Regions from separate parts of the Zea mays genome. Here regions 2 and 3 are each linked to region 1. The links are chromatin contacts, called in public Hi-C maps. All regions are on one chromosome and are shown on one strand. Each heading gives the region's core, a stretch centred on a gene start, on an enhancer-like site or on the middle of the called end of the contact. The rest is flanking DNA. Distances are from core to core; before and after follow the strand shown. Region 1 holds the start of LOC103654870 (Uncharacterized conserved protein UCP015417 vWA). Region 2 holds the start of LOC100273072. Region 3 holds the start of LOC100281342.

The links. A called contact is a pair of places that touch in the nucleus more often than the background predicts.
Region 2: a contact with region 1 is called in a Hi-C map of ear, with 4 times the contacts expected there. The contact joins the promoter of LOC100273072 here to the promoter of LOC103654870 in region 1. A contact is called at or near these places in 5 of 25 Hi-C or Micro-C datasets (ear, leaf, root tip and 2 more) and 1 of 3 datasets of contacts at active chromatin or transcription factors (leaf).
Region 3: a contact with region 1 is called in a Hi-C map of leaf, with 6 times the contacts expected there. The contact joins the promoter of LOC100281342 here to the promoter of LOC103654870 in region 1. A contact is called at or near these places in 2 of 25 Hi-C or Micro-C datasets (bundle sheath and leaf).

Annotation. Positions count from the first base shown.
Region 1 is chr4:243,459,039-243,462,439 of Zm-B73-REFERENCE-NAM-5.0, reverse strand. LOC103654870 (Uncharacterized conserved protein UCP015417 vWA) reads left to right here and starts at 1,300. Exons shown (of 1, transcript XM_008681688.4): 1 at 1,300-3,401. The coding sequence starts at 1,474.
Region 2 is chr4:243,627,066-243,630,416 of Zm-B73-REFERENCE-NAM-5.0, reverse strand. LOC100273072 reads right to left here and starts at 1,383. Exons shown (of 7, transcript NM_001360163.1): 1 at 1,044-1,383; 2 at 346-485. The coding sequence starts at 1,119.
Region 3 is chr4:243,664,998-243,668,122 of Zm-B73-REFERENCE-NAM-5.0, reverse strand. It overlaps LOC100281342, which reads right to left and starts at 1,250. Exons shown (of 2, transcript NM_001154260.2): 1 at 949-1,250; 2 at 1-850. The coding sequence starts at 1,107. The coding sequence ends at 44.

The sequences.
Region 1 (3,401 bases), core at 51-2,550:
TAATTCTCTGTCTCAAACGTCCCAGCGATTCACCATTCGAAGTGAGTTCCATGCTAGCATCCCCCACTGAACACAAATTCTATTGTCCCCCGGTTTTCGAAACCACAAAAGTATTGTTGAAGCTTCAACCATACGCTCAGAATTTCAAAGTGATGGCTCGGATTGGTTTGGGTGCTTACCATTTGGACTTCCTTGCTGATGCCCAAGTTCACTCGGCGTTTCATGTCTCCCAATTAAAGCCTTTTCATCTGAGGTATACATCTGTGTTCATAACTCTCCCCAAGTTGGCTAACCTCTCTCGTACGGATGTGTTTCCTAAAGCTATTTTGGATCATCGGTTGGTACGTAAGGGTCATCGGGCTGTTCCCCAGGTATTGATCAAGTGGACAGAGAATCTAGTGGAGTCAGCTACGTGGGAGGACTATTATTTGGTGAAGGCTTGGTTTCCATCTGCTCTCGCTCGGGGACAAGCGGATTCTTTGGTCGGGGGACCTATCACCAATGGCAGCAGAGACAGTGTTGCGGACCAGGAAGAGGGTGCCGGAGTTAATGGCGGAGCCTGGGAGCATGTGCGTGAATATTTGTATTCAAGGGAGTGGGCCGATGGGTGCGTGGGTCGTGTTGGGCTGTTGAGTGGGCCACGGGTGTAAATGTGGCGTTGTAAGTGTTTGGAGACGGAAGCCAGAAAATAAATAACAGAATATGGTTATCATAACCTATGGTTATCATAACTAACTCACCTCACGTCGTTCCTTGTGTTAGTGACGGTGTGTCCAGGTCCGATTGCAATCGGTCGTTGGAGGCTATCAGCCATTAGGCTATCTTTACCAATTTATCTATCCTCGTTCCTATATTTAAACTTAAATCTATGAACAATAAAATCTACAATGTAAAATAACCGTGTTAGGGCTTGTTCGGTTAGCTCTTAATCCATGTGGATTGAGTGGGTTTAAATTCCAAACATGTTAAACGCTTCTTTATTTTTTCTAATCCCATCTAATCTATAGGTAACAGGATTAACCAAACAAAGCCTTAGACCTTGTTCGGTTAATCCCGTTACCTATGGATTGGATGGGATTTGAAAAAATTAAGAAAAAGTTTGACTTAGTTAGAATTTAAACACATTAAATTCCACTCAATCCATGTGAATTGGGAGCTAACCGAATAAGCCCTTATTTTTTGGTGAGACAACAAAAAATAAGGAAAGAAAAAGTTTCCCGATGGACACGATATACGCACAAGTCGGTTCATCGATCTCACCGACCCAAACCATCCTTGGCTGCCAAGAAACCTCAGCCCCATATACTGTCCTGTCTCTTCAGTCTTCAGTTCACCACCAGCAGCCCTCAGAACATCCGATTACCCGAAGGCCCCCCTCAGTCCCCCTCAGCCCGCAGTAGCCGTACACCTCCCAGTTCCGCGGCCCAAGCTCTGCTCAAGCCGATCGAGCGAGGCTAAGGCCCAGATCCTACGATGGCGATCACCGTGGGAATTGCCGACGCCCCTTACATCCTCGTGGGCCCACCCGAGGCTCGCCAGAGCCACTCCGCCGCCCTGGCCACTGGGGCCGCGCTAGCGCCGACGCGGGAGGAGTTCCCAGACCTGACGGACGCGTTCTCCAACGAGTTCGCCGCGCTCGCGGCGGCGGCGGGGCCGGGCGGGAAGGCGCTCACCGAGAACTTCTCCCCCACGTTCGTGTCCTCGGGGGACCCCTGCCTCGACTTCTTCTTCCACGTGGTGCCCGGCACGCCGGCCGCCTCCGTGGAGTCGCTCCTGGGCGCCGCCTGGGCGGCCGACCCGGACACCGCGCTCCGCCTCGTGGCCAACCTCCGCGGCGTGCGCGGGAGCGGCAAGTCCGACCGCGAGGGCTTCTACGCCTCCGCGCTCTGGCTCCACGCGCGGCATCCGCGCACGCTGGCCCAAAACGCCGCCTCCCTCGCCGATTTCGGCTACCTCAAGGACCTCCCCGAGCTGCTCCACCGCATCGTGCACGGCGGGGTGTCCACCAGGACCCCAGGCAAGAAGGCACGCCTAACCACCAAGTGCAGCCGAGGCCGGGGCCGCCGCGTCTGCTTCGGCAACCGTACGCGTTGCAGCCGCGCGGAACGGGCCGCCACGCGCGTCGGCTCAACGGAGGAGCGCGTCGCGGCCAGCCTGGAGCGCGACCGGGGACTCGCGGCCGCGGCCGTGGTGGCGCGCCGGACCAGGAGAGCGGAGGCCGCTGCGAGGGCGGTCGAGATGTACAGTAACGACCCCGCCTACCGGTTCCTGCACGACCGCACGGCCGACCTCTTCGCGGGGCTCATCGCGGAGGACATGCGCAAGCTCGCGGCCGGCAAGGTCCGGGAGTTCTCTCTCGCCGCCAAGTGGTGCCCGTCGCTGGACTCCTCCTACGACCACTCCACGCTCATCTGTGAGGCCGTCGCGCGTCGCCTCTTCCCCAAGGGCTCCGCGCCCGAGCTCGCCGCGGACCTCGCGGACGAGCACTACGCGTACCGCGCGCGCGAGCGGCTCCGCAGGGTGGCGCTCGTGCCGCTCCGCCGCGCGCTCAAGCTCCCCGAGGTCTTCATCTCGGCGCGCGCGTGGGAGTCGGTTAGGTACACCCGCGTCGCCTCCGTGGCCATGAAGAACTACACGGACCTCTTCCTCAAGCACGACGCCGACCGCTTCAACGCCTACCTCGCCGACGTCAAGTCCGGCAAGAAGCGGATCGCCGCGGGCGCGCTGCTCCCGCACGAGATCATCGCCTCCCTCGAAAACCACAGCGGTGGCGAAGTGGCCGACCTGCAGTGGCAGCGCATGGTCGACGACATGCGCGCGCTCGGCAAGCTGAGCAACTGCGTCGCCGTGTGCGACGTGTCCGGGAGCATGTACGGCCGTCCCATGGAGGTGTGCGTGGCCCTCGGCCTCCTCGTGTCCGAGCTCAGCGACGACCCATGGCGCGGCCGCGTGGTCACCTTCAGCAGGCGGCCGGAGCTCCACAGGATCGCCGGCGAGACCCTCTCCGAGAAGACAAGGTTCATCCAAAGCATGGCCTGGGGCACGAACACCGACTTCCAGGCGGTGTTCGACAAGATCCTCGAGGTGGCCGTTGGCGCCAGGCTGGCGCCGGAGCGGATGGTGCGTCGCGTGTTCGTGTTCAGCGACATGGAGTTCGACCAGGCGACGGAGAACCCGTGGGAGACGGACTACGAGGCGATCGTGCGCAAGTTCACGGAGGCTGGGTACGGTGCGGCCGTGCCGGAGGTGGTGTTCTGGAACCTGAGGGACTCCAAGGCCATGCCGGTGGAGGCCGGGCAGAAAGGGGTGGCGCTTGTCAGTGGGTTCTCCAAGAACCTGCTCAAGGTGTTCCTCGACGGCGGCGGCATCGTCGCCCCCAGGGCTGTCATGGAGAAGGCCAT
Region 2 (3,351 bases), core at 134-2,633, 170 kb before region 1:
CACGCTGCAAAGAGGCAGTGCAGACGGATCTAGGTGAGTAGGTGACTCCACGGCCACGAGAGAGAAAGAGGTCCGATGAGTGGGCCTATTGCCACATGTCATCCATGTCAGCAAAACCACCATTGAAACCAGCTCAATGACCAAACATGAATGGCTTTCATTGTTCAATGGCAAAAGATTTCTGGTATCAGAGTTAAATGGACAAAAAATGGACTTCTCCCATAAATATATACATAATGAATTGTCCAAAAAATGAAATTAGAGTGTTATTTTTAGTTCTAGATAATATTAGGAACAGAACCTTAACAATAACAGCGGAAACAAGATGGTCAGTCAACTACTTACTTTCGATGGCGCTTCATCGCCATTCTCATCTTTATCCTTCTTCCCTCCAAATAAACTGTACACTCGGAAAGATCTATAACTAGCTCTCTTCCTTGCGGAACACGGCAAACAGAAAGTGCCTTCTATGTTTATTCTATTACCTGAACAACAGTCAAGAGTGGGCACAAGATGTTCAGATGTTACCCAATCCAACATCAAACTATCAGCAAGTATGCACTGGTGACTCAGTACAAAAGAATGTCAGTCTAGAATAAGTGCGCAAGAGTCCATTTTATAGAAGTTTGGTTCAAGTGTTCAACAAAGCAACAAGAGTCCATAGTCAATCTAAAAACCTAGAGTAATTTTCTCATGCTCGTAATTGTTCATCAGCAGGTCCAGCTGAGTAATCGTTCCAAGATAAACAGTTCTGACTCGAGCTCAACGGCTCCAAGCCAGGCAGCCGGCTACCATCAGTGATAGCTGCTCACAAGTCCCAACGAAACCAAACCGCGCCTGATGCTCCCGCACGGGACCCCGGTCGACGCCCTACCTCCAATGGAACTCTACCCCAAATCAGACACTCAGCACATGGATAATGCGCTGTCCAGCCGTTGGGGAGGAACCGATTCCAGATTTCTCACTTACTCCCGCCTCCAAATCGTAAACCGAGGAAGAACCGACCAAAATGGGGCCGTAAAAGCTGGAGCTTCGGGACTTACGGGTAGGGTTCGACGCGAGCGGAGTCGAGAAGGCGGAGCGGAAGGCCACCGGAGCGAGAGCTGCGGAGGGAGCCATCAGGGCGACGGGGAAAGGGAGGCGAGGCCACCGCCCACCAGAGACGAGGGAGAGGGTAGACAGGGAGTGGAAATGGACTTGATTTGAAGGAAAGGAGGACGGACGACTGGTTTGATTGATACCAGGCAGCGGTGGCCGTGCGGGAAGCTTGCGGGTGGGCTCGTGGCGGGGCTGCCGGAGGGGCGGCGGTGGGCGCGGATGGGGAAGGAGGAGCAGGCGCGGCAACAGGGCATGAGATGAGATCAATGGGTATTTCCCTCTGGCGGATAGAGAAGGGATAAGGAGTGAGAGAGAGCATAGCAGCTCACCACTAATTCATTCACAAAACAATGGCAGGTGGTCCCCAATACTGTTTCTTCGGATCAATCAACCCTAACAAAAATATGCGGATCACCAATAATTCATCTCTAATAAAGATAGGTGCATTTGTTGTCAGCCAAAAAGGCTATATTTTTTTTTCCCTCCGTTCGTTCTTTTCCTCCCACGCGGTCGTCTCTCACTCTCTCCCATGCGATTGTGCTCTCCATCCCTTTCCTGTGACTGGGCTGCGGCTTCTGCTCTGGCTCCGACGCCGTTTCCTCGGATAATCATGTGCGTGATGTGTGCCTAGCTTACAAAATAAAAGACTGAATGCAGTTGAGGGGTACAGCATGGCTCATTGTTAGTGAGTTGTGGCAGTCAATGACGATGCAAGTTCAAATCCAAAACAAAAGAAATGATGCTATCAAATACGCAGGTGTCCTTCCTGCTGGGCCTTCTTACACACCAGAAGACCGCCTGCTGTTAGCACGCCATCAGTTGAAGTGGATAAACCATACTCTGACTGACTGAAGACGCCTTCGATGACTGGCAACCTTCCTCTCAATCTCATCCGAGTTTCGCAGACCCTGCTCCTCAAGAGATTCACGGTACTGCATGACAGAAATTTCAATCTGTCTTCAACTTCTGTCTGCAGAGAAGAATGCGTTGGAGTTAGCAATAATAAGGGAATGTTTAGAAGAGTCTTCAGAGCTTCAGCGGTAATCCTTCCAGTGATACAAGTCATTGAAGCTCTCCATACCATAACATCTGCCAAAGAAGCTTCAAACTTCGTTCGGAATGCAGATGCGTTCTTCACAGGAGCGCTACTGTTATGAAGAATGTCAGACACCTTTGTTGCATAAGCCGAGCAACCTTTGTTGGAGTCCAGGTCTCCTTGAGTGTCAAGGATTCTGTAAGAACCTCAACAATCTGATATACAAGACAATGAACAATGAGTATTCATGCAATGGGAATTACAGAAGAGACATCATGTGGAATTTAAAACACCAGAACACAGTAGATTTGTCTTCACAAGGGTTGTCTTCCAAACAAATCAGATATTATGTGCCGCAGTAGATTTGTCTTCACAAGAGACCTCTTATAAAATAAATCAGATATTATCAGTCAACACAAGGGTTGTCTTCCGAACACCCAGTCAGTCAACTACGAGTCTGTGGCACATGAATCCATTAACTACAAATTACATAGGCTCATTGTTGCTGACACATAATCAGTAAGCTATTAACTGGTCTCAATGTGGGTGGTGACTGGGTGTATAGATAAAAAAAATAGTGTTCTAATATTACAATATCACAAGAGCACAAACATTTTTCGTACTTAATTGAAATTTTATGGATGTAATAAATTGTGACTTGGTTCTCAAAAAAAAATATTCCAGTCATAATATGGTCATAGATATAAAGTTCTATTGATCAAGAAAAACATATATACATACACGCAGAAGTTCCAAGAAACTAAACTAAGTAACGCCTTATTCGACAACTTAACAAGTTCTCCTTGTGCAACGGACACAATGGACATCATAGTGTTGTGTGCTTGTTATCTTTGGTAGCAGAAATGAAGCACAATACTTTTGATAGTCTAACTTCAACTAAGAATAGCAAATATGCGCTGTCACCGCTCCAGATCGCAGGGAGAGTAAGAGAGTGTGTCTTGCTCTATAAAAGTGCGTCCAGCCGCCTTGGCTTGTACTAGGGTTGTCTGTCGTGTTCCTTCTTAGGTGCCTAATTCTATGGCCTGAGGGTTGCCGCACCTATGTACTCTAACTTTTTTCCTCTCTCTTAATTGAAAGGCAGAGCTCCTGCCACTTCGTTCAAAAAAAGAATAGCAAATATGAACGAGTAAAAAGAACAGAGATATTCTGCCGTTAGAACACTGAGGTGCCATTTTAAATTTTCAAACTATAGACAG
Region 3 (3,125 bases), core at 1-2,500, 210 kb before region 1:
GAATCTCGTGTCACGCCGCTCGATCCGATCCGTCTGCGGTCCGTCAGTCCTTGGTCGGCGACAGCTCGAGGATCCGGCCGGACAGCGCGGACACGAGCGCCGCCTTGAAGCTGGGGTCCCGCGCCAGCGTCACCGCCATCTGCTCCGCCAGGTTCCGCCGGACCATCTCCGACGCCGCCGCGGCCGCAGTCACCGCGACAGCAGCCTCCTGGCGGCGCGGCGGCGACGGCGGCTTCGCGGCGTTCTTGCTGCTGGCGCCCGAACCCGAGCCCGAGCCCGAGGGGGGCGGGCCGTGGGTGTGGTCGCCCTCGTACGTGGCCACGAGGACGGAGGCGTCGTGGGCGCTGCGCTGCACCTTCTTCTTGACGGGGCAGGCCGGGGCGAAGGAGCAGCGGAAGTAGGCCCGCGGGCAGGGGTTGTCCTTGGTCACCTTCTGCCCGTACTTGCGCCACTGGTACCCGTCCCTCACCGCCAGGCTCAGGTCGGCCGGGTCGGCGCGCACGTACAGCTTCGACACCCTGGGCCTGCACTCCTCCTCCTCCTCCACCTCCTCCGCCCGGTCACGCACGACGCGCTTGCACGGCGGCTCGCCGCCGGAGGTGCACTCCGACAGGTCCGCCGCCGCGTGCTGCTGGTGAAGGCGCTGCACCGGCGCCGTGTCCGCGCTCTCGCTCTTGCGCTTCCGCGACGGCGACACGGACCCGCCCTCCGACGCGGACGACGCGGCCACCATCTCCGTGTGCTGGCTGCGCAGCGCCTCGTACTTGGAGACCACCGCGGCCAGCGCCTCCGCCAGGCGCCGGTTCTCCTCGCTCATCCGCCGTAGCTCCGACTCGAGAGCGGCCGCCACCTGGATCGTCATCGAATGAAGGAAAACAATCCGTTAGACTCTTTGGCTCGTCGTCGATCGTCACCAACTGAGCAAGACCCATAAGAGTATGCGTATACCTCTGGTTCTTTCTTGGGAGGCAGCAGGAAGTTCTCCTCGACGAGCACCTTGGGCCTGGCCAAGGCGACGGCCACCGGCGCCTGGTGGAGGCTGAGCGGCGGCAGGCCGACGCGCAGGTCAAGGCTCAGAGAAGGCTGGCTGCTGATCCATGGATCCATCTGCTGGCGCCCCCACTTATTCCCTTTCCCCTCGATGTCGATCCGTCCGAGCTAGGCCGGAGTGAAGACGCGCTTGAGAGCGAGAGGAGGAGGAAGAAGAGGAGCAGGAGAGTAGGGATGTTTGAGCTGAGCGCTCGGGTGGCGACGTCCCGGGACGTACGGGGCGTGATTATATAGAGAGCGGGGACTGGAGGAAGGACCATGGTAATATCGTCTGGTGGTCCGTCCGTCCGGGCGGTCTCGTCTCACTCTCAGACCCTCAGCAGCGGGAAGAAGAAAAAGAAGCTTCCGCCGCCTCCCAGCGCACGTCGCCATCATCACCCACTCCACTCGCAGTCTCGCACACGCGCTCGATCGTCCTTGGCGATTCAGCAGCTGAGCTGGGGAGACCGCATAAACAAACGAGGGGGGGACGTGGATTTCGCGCACGCGAATGTGATGTGGGATTTGGGATTATGTGCGAAGACCTGGCGACTGGGCCCGCCCGGTCGGAGGAGAAAGAAGGGCCGTGGAGGTTGCCGGCCGCTGGACCAGAAGGAGACGTGACTGACTGACGCCGACGCCGACATCTCTCTACTGAAATTTTTAATAGTCGTACGCCTATATTTGCCACGAGTGGCTGACTGACTGTGGGAACCTTTGGCCATTGAGAGCGCGGGCCAAAATAGAGATGCCGGCCTGCGGATGGACCGAGGATGATGACGACGGCGGTCGCCCATTCTCGGTCGCCGGGTTGGATTGGATGGTGGTGCCTGGCTGCAGGCTGGCTGGCTGGCTGGCTCCCCAAGTCAAGAAAAATAGAAAATCCACCACCACGTGCTTAGGACATGCACACTCCGGCCCTGTTTGGCACTGTAGCTTTCAAATACTACAGTATATCAAAACCATAGTATACAAGATGTCGTGACAGAAAACCACAGTTTTAGCAAAACAGTAGTAAAAACGTAGTATTTCTTAATACATAGCTATGTTTGGTAGCACAGTTTTTGGCTTGTTTAAATTCAACCATCAGCTCGACATGATTGGTAGCACAGTTTAAATTCAAATAGCAGTTACCATCGGCTAGAGAAGTTCAAAATAAAATTAGTCCATCGAATACATGATGCAGCAACCATCAACCGACAAAACATTCTAGCAAATACAAGATAATCAACCAATGGTTAGATGGAAATCATTCTCAGTTTTGTCCTCCTTCCCAACTCCTTGCCAGCTTGATTCTGCCATGAATAGACATGAATAGAGAGGAGAATGAACAGGTACTTACCAGTTCTATCCTCCTTCCCAGCTCCTCGCATGTGGTGCTGGCTCAATGGACCACTGCACAAGCGAGAAGGGTGGCAGAGAGATCCAGGGGAAGAGAACCTAGGGAGGGGTGGCCTGGAGGAGATGAATCTGGGCAGCCGGCAGGAGAAAGAGCTGGGGGCGGCGGGAGTGCGTTAGAAGAGTTGGGTGATGGCGGGAGAAAAATATTGGCGGGTATGAAAATAGCGCGAGTCGATCGGGTTGCGACGGGGGAAAACACGCGCCGAATAGAAAACTTGGGTCCGAACATCTGTATCAAATACTCCAAAAATACTGTGGTTTTGGTTAAACCATAGTATTAAAAACTCTGTTTTCTAATGATCTCTCAAACAGCTTCTAGTCTAGAATACCGTAGTATTAGCCGATACTATGGTATTTCTCAAAAACCATGAAAAAACTTTACTTCCAAACGGGGCCTCCTATTTTTAATACCGGATCTCTAGAGAGTTACTAGTATTTGAAAGAGAGAGAGAGAAAAAATACAAGCGACAACTTTTTCGTAAAGAGTATCTTCACACGACTTACTATACATATGATGTACTATACAGTATCTGAATGAGCTTCGTAAACTCTAGATTTATTAGAAATAACTTCACTCCATAAAAAAAAGGTTAAGAACTTAATTAGCTCCACGGAATTTAAATTAATGGAAACCGTGTCTATAGATAGATAGAGAATATATTCATTGACGCGTGCGTCTAGTGGATTATACTACG